2 separate regions of the Mus musculus genome follow, and region 2 is linked to region 1. The links are chromatin contacts, called in public promoter capture Hi-C maps. All regions are on one chromosome and are shown on one strand. Each heading gives the region's core, a stretch centred on a gene start, on an enhancer-like site or on the middle of the called end of the contact. The rest is flanking DNA. Distances are from core to core; before and after follow the strand shown. Region 1 overlaps Ggt7 (gamma-glutamyltransferase 7). Region 2 overlaps Trpc4ap (transient receptor potential cation channel, subfamily C, member 4 associated protein).

Region 1 (6,691 bases), core at 2,129-4,628:
GTGAGAGGGTGATGGGGGTTGAATGGCTGGGGTAGTGGGAGGCTGCTAGGAAGTGGGAAGGGAAGAGGAAGGAAATGGTTCAAGACAATCAAGAGGACAGAAAGAGAGAGGTTCTAGGTTAATGGAGGTGATTGGGTGGTGGAGGGCCCGACTAGTCCTCTCTTCTCTTGCTCTTAGATCTTCCAGCAGGGTGCTGTGGTGACGGATGCCTCCAGTTGCACGGCGCTGGGCATGGAGGTGCTCAGTAAACAGGGCTCTTCAGTGGATGCAGCTGTGGCCGCAGCCTTGTGTTTGGGGATTGTGGCTCCACACAGTTCTGGCCTGGGCGGGTAAGGAGCTGGGTAAGGACCTGGTGGAGGCCTGGGTCCCTCAGGCCTACTTCTTGTCGTCTCCTGGTCTGTGGGCCTGGCTGCAGGTATCTCTAGGTTAAGGCGAAGGTGGGCCCATACTCTTTACGTTTATTCTTTCAATGGCCAGTTTCACTCTTTTTCTCCCTGGATGGAGTCATAATCGCAGACCACATGGAAGATAGGGAGGTGTGTTCAGGAGCTTTTATGGTTCTCCACCAGGAGAGAAGTTTTGTGATGTGTAAGATGAGGTGCCCTGGTATCAGTTAAGGCTCACCAAGACCTGTGACTCTGATGAAATCTGTGTTCCTTGTCCACAGAAAATGCACCTCAGGCTCTGAGTTCTTAAAACCAAGGCTACAAATTGGACGTTCAAAAGTCAAACCCAGCACATTGGCTGGTTTGGTTTGCACATTAAAAAAAAAAAAAAAGTTTGCTGTTTGCTGTTGTTAAAATGTTGACACTTTTCATAAAAACCCAGATTGCTAACAGCTACCATCTCAGGAACAAACAGGAAATCTGGTAACATGGAGCCTACATTCCTATGTGGCTACAGTTATCTGAAGTTGACCAGAGTGCTTCCCATGGTGGGTCAGGGTGCTGGCCACTTTGCTATTTCTCTACCCTGCTTTCCTTATTTGTTGCTTAGCCGTACACATTTTAATTTTGCCCCCTCCCCAGATGTAAATATGCCACAGAAAAGGAACGAGCTGACAAAAATCTTTCTCTTGGTAGGAGCAACGCTGGCCTCACACGGGGTTTTTCCTTACATAATCCAGCCCTGGGGGGGAGGGGGTGTATCAAGTAGGCAGGTGCAGGAAGCTGGCCGGGGTCCAGCTCTGGTCTAGGGAGGGGACAGAACAGCCTGTTCCCCCAGTCTCTGCATTTTTCTTAATCGGGGATTAAAGTCTCCAGTAACCTGGGTTCCCTACCTCCTAGGCTTTACTCTTTGTAGGGTGGCTGAGTTTCTGAATCCCTGCTGGGGAGGGGGCTCCAACATCTCACCCAGTGTGGCAGACAGCCTACAACCTTCCCACGGGGATTTAGGGAGTGGTAGTTGAATCTTTCAGAAGGGTGCTGAGTTCTCCTCTCTTTCCACTCTCTGTCTTCCCCAGTGGGGGCGTGATGTTGGTACATGATATCCGGCGGAATGAGAGCCACCTAATTGATTTCCGGGAGTCTGCACCCGGGGCCCTCAGAGAAGAGGCTCTGCAGAGATCCTGGGATACCAAGGTGGGGACCCTGGTGAGAAGAGAGGGTCCAGGGGAGGGGGAGGTCTCCTTCATCCCCTCCTGCTAACCCAAGCATTGATGGGCTCCGTATTTACTGTGGGGTGGCAAAATGAGTTGAGCAAAATGCTCTTAGCAACATCATGGCAGGCAGCTTGCCCTCCCCCAACTTAAAATAATGAACAAGGACTGGTTGGTGCTGGCTTTTGTCACTAAGCCTGACAACCTAAGTTTAGTCTCCAGGACCCACATAGTAGAAAGAGAGGATGGGTTCCTACAAGTCTCCTCTGATCTACACATACCCATATCATGGTCATATGTGCATACTCATACACACACACACACACACACACACACACACACACACACACACACGCTAATAAATAAATAAATAAGATTTTTAAAATTGAAACAAAATGCACAAAACAAAATTGAATGACTACTAACAGATTACACTACAACATCTTACTTCTCTGACAGTCTTACCTGCCTGAAAGAAAAGTATAAGGCTTCCTCTGAGGACCCTAAGATATGGTGCTCACCTTTAATCCAGGCACTTGGGAAGCAGAGGCAGACGGCTCTCTGAGTTCAAGGCCCCATGGTTTACAGAGTGAGTTCCAAGACAGCCAGAGAGCTACACAAAGAGACCTGACTCGGAAAACCAAAGTAAATAAACTCCTCTATCTCACTCTAAGCCAGATGACTTTAGCTTTCTCAGGCTTTGTCATACTGGGAGAAAGAAACACTAGAGGCAAACTCACTATAGAGAGCAAAAGAGGAAAGTCAGGAAAGTGGGAACTTAGTGCCATGGCAAAACCCAAACACCCCGCTGAGTTGTCACAGGTCAGGTGATAGTGGTGTGAAGGTGAACTGACCAAACTGAGGTCCTTTGTGTCCCACTTTTTTAAAGACAAGGGTACCGATTACCCAATGTGAACTGATTTTTACCTAGAAAATTTGTGCCCTGGCTTTTAGAAGGGTTCGCTTCATTTATTAAATCCCTCAACAAGGGAAGACCTTTTTTTGCATTTGTGGATAGGAGTTGGGGGTAGGGTGGGGTGAGGGAGATGTACCCCATGGGGAAAGCTTGCCCCTCTCCTAGGATACTTGGCCTATGTCTTTCCCCTGTGCCAGCCATTCCTGGCTTGGGGGCTCTGCGGAGTTCAGCCCAGCCCCCCCCTTCCAGTGACCTGGTCTCCTCTCTCCCTCGCCTGCCCGCCTCGCCCAGCCTGGGCTCTTGGTGGGGGTCCCCGGAATGGTGAAAGGGTTACATGAAGCTCACCAGCTCTATGGCAGGTAAAGACCCTCCCCTGGGGACCGGGGGTCTCTGCTTACTTCCCTCCTTGGGTGGCCTTCTCCTGTCCTCCTGGATTCTTTCCTTCCCAACTCCCCTTCCTAATATCCCCTTCCCTTGCCAGGATTCTCCTTCCCAGGAACCCCCTCCCCCCAGGACCCCTCCTCCTCCCCCCAGGACCTCCTCCACCCCCTGCTCTCCGGCCCCCTCAGGCTGCCCTGGTCCCAAGTCCTGGCCTTCGCAGCAGCTGTGGCCCAAGATGGCTTCAACGTGACCCATGATCTAGGTCAGTGGGGCCTGGAGGTGGGGGTTGGGGGGTAGGTACAAGGTTAATGGGGAGGCCTTGAGATTTGGGCCCCAAGCAAAGGGGTTCTTTTTTCCAGTTTGCACTTCATCCATCCCACTCTTACCTGGAGGCAGCCTCCAGGGAGAGGATCTGGGAGGAGCCTATATGTCCCTACCAGCTATGACAGGTTTCTAGGGAGCCTGAGCTCAGAGCCAGTCACTTAGCTCTCATCCACCTGACCCATCAAGTCCAGTCTTGGCACCACCCACCCAGCCTCTCCACCTCCCCCGCGCAGCTCATGCCTTGGCTGAGCAGCTGCCTCCCAATGCATCTGACCGCTTCCTGGATACTTTCCTGCCACTGGGCCACCCACCCTTGCCTGGCTCCCTGCTGCGACGGCCTGATCTCGCTGAGGTACTGGATATACTCGGCACCTCTGGCCCTGCTGCCTTCTACAATGGTGGCAACCTCACACTGGAGATGGTGGCTGAGGTAAGTGTGACAGTGCCCCTGTGGCAGAGATGCCACCCTTCCCCATTTATCCTCTACTTAGTTTCTGGTTGTGTACTTTGTAAACAAAATTAACCTCTGGTGCTAGACATCAGACCAGTGGTTGTTAAGGGCAAGAAGCACAGCCTTCTCTTGAAGAGCATAGGTAAAGCTGATCTTGAAAAGGAATGGCTGGGTTTATCAGAGCTAGGGCCAGATGTTCAGGCGTTGGGTCTATTTCTTCACAGGTAACTCAGCACCAGTATCAGTTCCCCTGGGTCTAGACTCTTCCCTGCTCTGCCTGGGATGTTCCAAGAACATGGTGATATTGACATAGGAGATTGACAAAGGGGGCTACCCCTAAATCCAAAGAGACTTAGTCTGGGGTAATAATGGGTACTGAGAATATTATTGGGTTGTACTGTGCAGCGGTGACATTTATCTAAGTCACTGTCATATACCAAGGGGATTACATGGGTGTGCCATTCAGTCATGAAGCACACTGTCCGTACTGGTCACTGTGTTTCATTAATCTGCCAGGCACATAACTATATACTAGCCAAGAAATTCAGTGAATAGTTCACTAAGGGCAGATAAGTCTAAAGTTATGTACTAGAAAGTATAAAAGAAGATTGATAGAGGTAATGGTAATTGAAAATTGGCGTGGGCTGGAGAAATGGCTCAGTAGTGACAAGCACTGGCTGCTCTTTTAGAAGGCCAGGTTTGCTTCCCAGCATCCACAGGGGTTCATCTGCAACTCCAGTCCCTGGGGGATATGACACCCTGCTCTGGCTTCCTTGTGTACTGCATGCATGTGGTGCACAGACATACATGCAGACAAAACACCTGTACCATACAGTAATAAAATAATTTTAAATAATTTAAAATTATTTTTAAAAGATTGACAATGAATGTGCTGCTGAAATGGAATAAGCACACTGATTTGTGCAGGATTTAGCATTGCTCAGGGAAGAGTGGTCAGTCCTGCCAAGGCTGTTTCAAGTCCATAGTTCTGTAATAGTCTTACTATAGAGGAAGGCCAACCCTAAGGCTCAAACCTAGAGCTTTGCGCATACTAGAAAAGTACTCTACGACTGAGGTATACCCCCACCCAGCCCTGTCCGTGACTTTAGTTAACTATAGTAAAACGACACATGGTTTCTTTTTTTTTTTTTTTTTTTTGCTTTTTAGGGTTTTGTTTTGTTTTAAGATATATTTATTTTATGTATATGAGTACACTGTAGCTGTACAGATGGTTGTGAGCTATCATGTGGTTGCTGGGAATTGAACTCAGGACTTCTGCTTGCTCTGGCCCCCACTTGCTCCAAAGATTTATTTTTTTATTATTATATGTAAGTACACTGTAGCTGTCTTCAGACACTCCAGAAGAGGGCATCAGATGTCATTACAGATGGTTGTGAGCCACCATGTGGTTGCTGGGATTTGAACTCAGGACCTCTGGAAGAGCAGTCAGTGCTCTTAACCACTGAGCCATCTCTCCATCCCACTCTGTTTTTGTTGTTGTTTGTTTGTTTGTTTGTTTTGAGATAGGGTTTTCCTGTGTAGCCCTGCCTGTCCTAGAATTTGCTCTGCAGACCACGCTGGCCTCGAACTCAGAGACCCACCTGCCGCTGCCTCCTTAGCGCTAGGATTAAAGGTGTGCGCCACCACCACCTAGCTAGTTTTGATAATTCTTATGCACATGGTAATTTCCTCTGCCTCCTTTTTCCTTGGGCTAGTGGGATCCCAAAAGGAACAAAAGTTGTAACAGGCTCATCTGTGACTGACATGTGACATGGGCCATCCTCTCGCGCTCACGGTGATGGATGGTGATTCTCTCCCCTCCAGGCTCAGCACGCAGGCGGTGTCATAACCGAGGAGGACTTCAGCAACTATAGTGCTCTCACGGAGAAGCCTGTGTGTGGAGTGTACCGAGGTGACCTCTCCCCCAGCTCCTAAGGGTCCCCACTCGGGAGAAGTTTGCCAGTCCATGGCCAAATCTTTTTGGCCTGGAAACTCCTTTTCCTGTCACAGGAGATAAACAGAGGCAGTGAGCTCCCTAGGTTGTTGAAACAAGCCAGAGCCAGCTCCCTCCTGAGATAACCATGGGGTCAGTTATTAGTGATGAGGATGTGGCGGGGGGGGGGGAGGGGGCGCCTTGGATATGGCTTTTTCTTTTGTTTGGGGATTTGTTATTTATTTGCTTTTTTATAGTGCTGGGAATTGGACCTTGTACAGAAGACAAGTTCCCCATTTACTGAGCTATGTCTTAGGTTTCCTTGATTTGGGTTCCATACTGCCTCAGCTCTGTTTTCCCTTCTCACTGACCCGAGCTTCCTACGAATTTTTGAGACCAAAGTCCATCTAAGGGCAGAACGAGCCCTTTAAGACAATCACAGATTTGCCCATCGTTGATGGTAAAAGACAATTGAGACCTAGGGAGGAATTGAACAATTCAGGAACCAATCAGAAACTTAGAAATCCAAGCCTATGGCATGAATGCAGTTTATATTTGCTGACCCCAAGGTGTGGTGTGCTAGGTCCCTTGGGAGTCCTTAGGTTCTCTCCTCTCTAGGAAGGACAGGTTACCTCAGTCCCTGGGCGAGGCCTCCTCTGAGTTTGTTTCCAGGTTCCCATCTTCCTGAGTCCTCATCTTGAGGTGGCAGTATATGACACAGAGCAAACCTGTAGCTTTGGCGTCAGGAAGGCTGGGGTAGCATCAGCTGTACCTCTTGTCCTGCACTTCCCACTCTGAGGTTCTCAAGGTGGAGACAGTAATAGTGTCCACATCTTGGGGTGCCCACGAGGACACTATTGATGACATAATATGGGAAGTCACCTTGACCACAGTGGACACTGAATCCATGGCAGATTTTTTTGTTCTCCCTCCCCAGGCTGGGATGTCTCAGCATTCCAGTGTCTCGAGTGCTGTAGGCTCACCTGACCTCCTATAATCCTGGCCTGGTTGATTCGTGTGCCTCGGTTTCCGTCCCTATAGACTAAGGTTGATTAGATGAGTCAGTTATTACTGCCCGTGATCCATGTC
Region 2 (7,559 bases), core at 5,027-7,526, 140 kb before region 1:
CCTCCTTCTGCAGGAAGTACCAGCATGCCCTGTCACCGGCAACATTCATACATGGCTGGAGTCTAGGTCACCAAAACGATCCTGTAGTAGCCAGACTTTTTCATTGATGACCAGACACTTGAGAAAAGTCTCATAAAGGAGAAAAGGTTTATTTTTGCCCATAGTTTCAGAGACTCATTTAATTGTAGTGGGGAGGGTGTGGTAGAGCAGAGCTGTTCATGTCATAGCAGCCAGAAACAAAGTGGGAAAGGAGGGAGACAAAGTAGATCCTTCCTCCTTAAGTTTCTAAAGCCACACCAAAGTAGACACACCAGCTGAGCCCTGAGCACCAAGCCTTTTACCATGACTAGCCTTTCTTTAAAAGTGTGTGTGTGTGTGTGTGTGTGTGTGTGTGTGTGTGTGTGTGTGTGTGTGTGTGCGCATGTGTGCATGCGTGTGTGCGCACGCGCGCGCGCATGCACCCATATGTGCACATATGCATGGATACCCCTGGAGGCCAGCAGAGGACATGAGATCCCCTGGAGCTGGAATCCACCTGACATGGATGCTGGAAACCAACTTAAGTCCTCTGGTTACTAGCAAAGTAGGGCTAGATAAAGATGAGACAAACTCTAGAGGGAAAACATTAAAGCTGTAACAGTGTGTCTAAGTGGTGTCCTCTTTTTTTTTTTTTTTTTTTAATGTATGTAAGTACAAAGTTACTCTCTTCAGACACACCAGAAGAGGGCATCAGATCCCATAACAGATGGTTGTGAGCCACCATGTGGTTCCTGGGAATTGAACTCAGGACCTCTGCAAGGACAGTCAGTGTGCTTAACTGCTGAGCCGTCTTTCCAGCCCAGGAACATGGTGTCTTGAGGTGAGCTCCAGTGCCTGGGAGCTTTGTCCTCTGTGTGACCTTGTCCCTGCAGCCTTCACAGCCTCTCTCCTAGACAGGCTGTAGATGCTCCCTGCCTGCAGTTGTAGGTATACCTAGGGTCTCACCATGGCGCGGGTTCATGCATCACCCTCTCAGAAGCTCCCCAGAGGACTCTGTCTGATACATACTTACAGGATCCTGGCCTCTAGGCTTTGCTTGAAACCTCCGTGAAAGCTTCAATGATTCCACATGCCCACAAAACCAGTGAATCAGGTAGCTGCATGCGGTGCTATTAATTCATAGTCCCAGCATTCGGAGGGCACGAAGACCCCAAGGTCAGAACCAGTCTGGGCTATATACATGGCAAGACTCTGTCATAAAAATAAAACAAAAAATTAATATCCCATGGGCTGGTGAGATGGCTCAGCGGGTAAGGGCACTGACTGCTCTTCCAAAGGTCCTGAGTTCAAATCCCAGCAACCACATGGTGGCTCACAACCACCCATAATGAGATCTGACGCCCTCTTCTGGTGTGTCTGAAGTCAGCTACAGTGAATTTATGTATAATAATAAATAAATCTTTAAAAAAAATTAATATCCCATAAATGGTACCAAGGTGTGCTACTGACTCAAGTAATGGCTAGACCCACTTGGACTGCAACTGCAGTGGTCTTCAGTGTCTGGGAAGCTGAACTGGGAGAAAAGTGCAGTAGATGCCTGTGTGAGCAGGGCAGCCTGGCAGCCTCTGCTCACGGGAGAATGCCTCAGATGAGTTTACGAGTGGGTGCCTGGGCTGCGCAGACGTAGTCTAATCCTGGAAATGCTGTTAGGCATGTTCCTTGTTCTGTTTTCTGTTCCTGGGTAAAGGATGTGGCTTCTTTCTAATGGCCCCATCTCTTTCCCGCTCACATTCTCTTCATCCACAACTTACTTTCTTATTTTTCTTCTTCTTTCTTTTTTTGTGTGTGTGTGTGTGGGGGGGGGGGCAGTGTTTGAGGCAGGGTTTCTCTGTGTAGCCCTGGCTGTCTTGGAACTCACTCTATAGACCAGGCTGGCCTCGAACTCAAATCCACCTGCCTCTGCCTCCCAAGTTATCCACAACTTTTAACTCCTTTTTCTGACTAGCCCACTTGACTTTTAAAATTCTTCTCTGCTTTTTGCTCCTAGTTTTCCTAAAATTGGTTAGAAGCAGTCAGTAATAGCTGTTCCACAGCCTGAAAGCTGTCCTGTCTTAAAGTCCCTCCTCCAATTCGCCTGTCACATTTAAACTCAGCCTCCCAGCTTCAGGAGATGGCAAAATATAAACAAGTTATTTGCCAGAGTATTTCGGGATTGTCCTCTAGACCCTGTTCCCACTGAAACCGCCTGAGCTGTCCCTGTGGTCCGCTCTTGGATGGTATTCTGGCCTTTTGAGATCCCACTAGAACTTCTTGTTAAGCCCTGATGGGTCTCTCTTCCTATACTGCTCCACTTCCCCAACTTCCAGTTTTCTCCAGCAAAGTTCCAACGGCCTGGGGGCGACATAGTCTGGTTTGGCCAAAGCAGTGGCACTGCCTCTCTACATCCCTGTTTTCTCGGTCAGGCTTTGTTTCACTGTGAAAGCCGTCTGAAGGAGGAGGTTTTGTTTTGGATCGATGTTTAGAGGGATCAGTTCCTGTGGCAGGAAGAGTGGTAGAACAGAACAGTCCCATATGACAGCCGGGAAACAGACAGACAGGGAGGAGACAGGAACGAGGTACGCTGAAGCATCTATTCTCAGTGGTCTGCTTCCTCCAGTAGGTTGCCCTAGATTTGAGAACTCCTGAAATGTCACTACCAACTGTGAACTGACACAGTTACAGATGCCAAAGTCGGTTAAACTTCTTTTTCATTTGCCCATCTCAAAAAGCAAGAGACTGTCTGAGATGTGAATTTTTCTTTATATTGAGAGGTTGAGGTTTTCCTGTGATTTAAGAATATTTTCTCAGGGCTGGAGACATTGTATGTGTTTAAAAGCGGGGCTGTTCTTCCAGAGGATCAGGGTTTGATTTCCAGCACCTACAAAGCAGCTTACAGCAATCTGTAAATTCCAGATACTCTGATACTCTCTGGCCTTCATGGGCACTAGGTACACCTGTGATGTACAAACATATATGTAAACAAAACACCAGTACACATAAAATAATAAAAACAAGTTAAAGAGCATTTCTTTCCTTCATGTATGTATGTGGGGGGGGGGCGTGTATTTTTGCCTGACTGTGTCTATACATCATGTGTGTGTGGTACCTTCAAATGCCAGAAGAGGGTGATGGATTCCCTTTGACTGGAGTTAGAGAAGATTCTAAATAGCCACGTAAGTGTTGGGAATCAAACCCCCGTCCTCTGGAAGAGTAGCCAGTGCTTAGAAACATTTCTAAGCCAAGTAGAAGGGTTTACCCTCATCTCTGAGGGTCTGTCGCCCTTCTCTAGCTTCTCAGGCCACCAGCACATGCGCTTCTATGCAGTCAGGTGGAGGGTGCCTTTAAATGGCAGCACTCACTACTAGCAACTGCTGTCTTCACCCTGAAGATGGCTGAGCTGGGAGAGGCCTTGCTCACATTGCTCACATTGTGCACACAGTGGTCTCAGTGTTTCTCCCTTACATCCTTACACAGGTCCACAGGATGATTGCTGAGTTCAAGTTGATCCCAGGACTCAATAATTTGTTCGACAAACTGATTTGGAGGAAGCATTCAGCATCTGCCCTTGTCCTCCATGGCCACAACCAGAACTGTGACTGTAGCCCGGTAAGCGGAGAGCCCGGGAGCGTGCAGGGACTTAACTGCAAAGAGTTAGGTGTTTTAAGAACCACTGCTCACCCTGAGGGCCTCATTCTTATAGAGGAGAGCAGAGAGAAAGGTTTTAGACCAACTGTATCTCAGAGCATCCTGACAGGGTATTGAATGAGCATCAGAAGTCCTTTGTGCCACTCACCTTTTTTTTTTTAAGATTTATTTATTTATTATATGTAAGTACACTGTAGCTGTCTTCAGACACTCCAGAAGAGGGCATCAGATTTCGTTACGGATGGTTGTGAGCCACCATGTGGTTGCTGGGATTTGAACTCGGGACCTTCGGAAGAGCAGTCGGCACTCTTAACCACTGAGCCATCTCACCAGCTCCCATGCCAGTCACCTTTGACTGTGTCCCAGAACCTCTGAACCTGTTTTCTTGGACTAGGAGGGTCATGTGCCTATTGCCCTCAGAGCCCCACCTTCCCACAACTCTGGCCCAAAAGACCTGATGTGCTGGCAGGACCTGGTGCCATGGGTTTCCGAACCTGCATTGTGGGACTTAACCTCGGTGCCCTGCCCCCAACCTTGTCAGGTTGCTTTTCATTCTTCCATTTGAGTTAGTAACTTAGAATGAGTCTTTCCACAGGGGACTGAGCGCTTGGTCTTTGTTCCTTGTGGAAATATCCTGTGTCTTCTGCGTTTGCAATCTTTCTCTAATGGCTTCTTACTTACTTCCTTATGGTCTCTTGGAGATGCTGCTGTGGTGCCAGCAGCTTGTGTCTGGGTTTTCACACACTTGGGGTGGCATGTGTGTCGTTTTCTGAGGTTTGGTGGCAGCCTTCCTGGGGACCTTTGCCACCTCTGCCCAGGACACACTTTGGCTCACGCTTTAGAGGAGCCAGTTTCATGTTCAGTTTCAGGATTTCTTACTTCTCCTGGGAGGCTTCACCAGCCAAGCCTAAGCAGCTCACAGCTCGGCTCGTCCTGGTCACTGTAGGACACAGAAACCATAGCCGTGTTGTGACTCGGTCTCTCACCATCCACGGGCTCCTGAGCTCTCAGGGCCAGGCCTTTCTGAGATCAGTAGGTTTCCCTTTGGAGCTTCTAAACTAGCCTCATGTGGAAAGGGACTAGGATGATTTTAGTTTTTAAATCCAATCGTCTAGGATGTTGTTAGCAGAAAAGGTCTACGTTAGTTTAGCTTGACACTGGTCAGCCATGAAGGTCTGACTTTTCCACTAAAGAAAACCCTCCAGGGGGCAGGGGGAGGGGGTAGAGGAGAGGGGGCTTGTGGAGGGGAAACTATGAAAGGGGATAACATTTGAAATGTAAATAAGAAAATATCTAATAAAAAAAAAAGGAAAACCCTCATTGTGCTGGAGGACAGGGACGCATAAGAAGCAGTGTAGCTAGACAGGGATGTCACCAGAGCCCAGCCTTGTTTTTTGTACAAGTGTTGTGACAAACGTAGCTTTAATATGTGTTCTAGGACATCACCTTGAAGATCCAGTTTTTGAGACTTCTCCAGAGTTTCAGTGACCACCATGAGTAAGTATCCCCTGGAGGCATCGTCTGCAGGCCCCTCCCCTGAGCTTCTCTGTTCTCTGACCCAGGAGCAGTCTGTAGGGCTGGTGGGAGCCCCCAATATCTGTGAGGCTGTGCTCCTCAGCCCTGTAGGTTGACAACCCTTCCTTCTATCTGAGCACCGAATCTTTCCTCTGCCCTCACAGCCACCATCAGAGGATGAAAGTGCTGTCCCTCTGTGCCCTGGGAGCAACACCCTTGTGCAATGACTAGCCTCTTAGCTGCAGAGTCCCTGACTGGAAACATGGAGGCTCCCACCTCTACAGTGAAGTGTGTTGGCTCCCCCTTCCCACTTTTTTGCGATAGTCTCTGATTTTTAATGATTAAGCTTTTAGTGGAGAATGTATAAGAAAATGATTGTCCACTATAAGGGAAACAGTGCAAGGGAGGGGGAAACACGGGATTCTTGGCCGTGGCATTAGGGTAAGGACCTGACGACTGTGTGTGCACAGAAAGGTGGATGCACTGGATTGGAGGCCTCCATGAAGGGCCCAGAGGAGGGGTTCTCAAGGCAGTGCTGGGGCAGCCTGAGTTTTCAATGTTGTACAAGTTAATAGAACATGCCTGAGGACAGTGCTGCCTAGGGGCCTCTGTCTCTTATGATTCTGTTTTGTGAGAACGTCTGTGGCTGAAGGCATCTGTAGTTGACAGAATTATACCGAGTGTGTGTGTGTGTGTGTGTGTGTGTCCGTCCCTGTCCTAGCTTTCATCAGACTCTAAATCAGTACTTCTTTGTACCTGGCCTAGTGGAAATACTATGATCCCTGCTGTCATGTAGAGTACATTTGGGAGAGGAAGTTTACCATTAGAGAAGGTCACCAGTTACAGAATGCCTGATGTCAAATAGGCATGGTGTGTGGGAACAAAAGAGCACACTCCGTGAAAGGACAGTTGTCAAGTGTCCTGACCGGCTGGCGGTGCTCAGTGACTATTGCAGAAGCAATCTGTGAGCAGAGGCCTGACCGGGATGAAGAGGCAGCGTGAGAGAGTTGAGCCAGAAGGCTCCCACATAGAGAAGCCCTGTAGGAGGATATGGCGTGGTCATGAAAACCAGAGTGGCCAGATGGTGTGGCAGGTGTGAGCTGCTCAGTTTGTTGTAGCCACAGAGGTGGCCTGGCTGCACAGGGCCTCAAAGACATGATCACTCCCTAGGGGTTCACACAACAGGGTGTGAGAATTGGGTAAGCATTTTCAATAATGACATGGTCCCAGTCCTGTTTTAGAAATCACTCAAGGAGCTGAGGGAGGGTTCCCTTCCTGTGAGAAGCAGCTGAGCAAGTGCTTCTGTGCTGCACAGACCGTAATGACAAGCCTGGACGGAAGGAAGAGGAGCGATTGTGTCACAGTTGGTCAGGCCTCTGCGTTGTGACTCTGGCCACTGAGAATGCTGCAGCAGGGCTAGGCTCAGGACTAAGATGGCAGACAGGATCAGATGTGCTGAAGTGCAGGTGACTCTGAGAAGTCATAGAGAAGTGTTCAGTGTGCAACATGGAGACCTGGAGGTGCCGAGGACGGGCTTGTTAGGAATGACAAGCACGTGTAGAAGTGCTGGGGGACTCTCAGTGCTCCTCCCGACAGGAGTGGGCAGAGCAGACTTTGTGCCCGCTGCAGAGCTGCTCAGCAGCTCCAGCCCCGCCCTTTACCCTTTGCACCCGTCTGTTTCAGGAACAAGTACTTGCTGCTCAACAACCAGGAGCTAAATGAGCTCAGTGCCATCTCGCTGAAAGCCAACATCCCTGAGGTGGAGGCTGTCCTCAACACTGACAGGTGATCTTTGTGGGGACCGCTGTGGATACAGGGCTCCCAGCAGGGCACACGCGGGGCTGCGTACTTGTGCTTCCTCACACGTAGCTACCACCCCACTGGCTTTGTGAGCTAGATCCTCACATCTCCTGCATTTCCTAACTGAGGATCACAGCAGCCTCAGAAGGAAGTGCCATCGTCATCTTCCTCTTTACATGTATATGACAGCAAAGGTCAGCTATACTCTGTCCTTCCACCTTATCCCATGCAAATCATGGCCCCTTTACTGGTATCCTCATTTCTTGCCCAGTGGCAGCTGTGCCAAGCAGGACAAGAAGAAGCTAACCCTTCACCCTCTGCCCTATGTCTACCTCCTCTTTGGGATCAACACAGTGCCATGTCTGGCTCATGGGGGCTTGTGAAGTGTGGCCCTAATCTAGCAGCTACAGTCAGAAATCCCCAACTTCTTCCTGAGAAGATGGATCCATCGGTGCCCCGGCGTCTGCAGGGGCTGGAAATGGAGCTGCCGTGTGAAGAGAGAGTTTAAGGGCCCAGACACCTGCCACTGTGACAGGCCTAATCATTTTCTTACCTACTGCTGCCTTTGCCTCATAGACGGG

Evidence for each region. Capture Hi-C pulls out chosen DNA fragments and counts their contacts.
Region 2: a promoter capture Hi-C map of pancreatic islet shows a contact between it and region 1. The contact joins two enhancer-like sites. A contact is called at or near these places in 1 of 39 promoter capture datasets (neural stem cells), 2 of 484 Hi-C or Micro-C datasets (bone marrow-derived macrophages and medial ganglionic eminence), 6 of 115 datasets of contacts at active chromatin or transcription factors (double positive thymocytes, embryonic midbrain, embryonic stem cells and 1 more) and 3 of 9 other capture datasets (adipose tissue, liver and pancreatic islet).

Annotation. Positions count from the first base shown.
Region 1 is chr2:155,499,593-155,506,283 of GRCm38.p6, reverse strand. It overlaps Ggt7 (gamma-glutamyltransferase 7), which reads left to right. Exons shown (of 15, transcript NM_144786.2): 3 at 178-329; 4 at 1,463-1,580; 5 at 2,805-2,872; 6 at 3,083-3,156; 7 at 3,452-3,648; 8 at 5,494-5,581. Among named protein-coding and RNA genes, the nearest start is that of Ggt7, 12 kb to the left of the region's middle. Within about 2 kb of position 3,378, at least 5 of the 459 cell types and tissues checked have an H3K27ac peak or open chromatin away from gene starts, as enhancers often do. A contact at or near this core is called in pancreatic islet, where this site is marked.
Region 2 is chr2:155,640,993-155,648,551 of GRCm38.p6, reverse strand. Trpc4ap (transient receptor potential cation channel, subfamily C, member 4 associated protein) reads left to right here. Exons shown (of 19, transcript NM_001163452.1): 10 at 3,493-3,624; 11 at 5,102-5,160; 12 at 6,862-6,963. Among named protein-coding and RNA genes, the nearest start is that of Gm22334, 8.3 kb to the left of the region's middle. Within about 2 kb of position 6,276, at least 52 of the 459 cell types and tissues checked have an H3K27ac peak or open chromatin away from gene starts, as enhancers often do. A contact at or near this core is called in pancreatic islet, where this site is marked.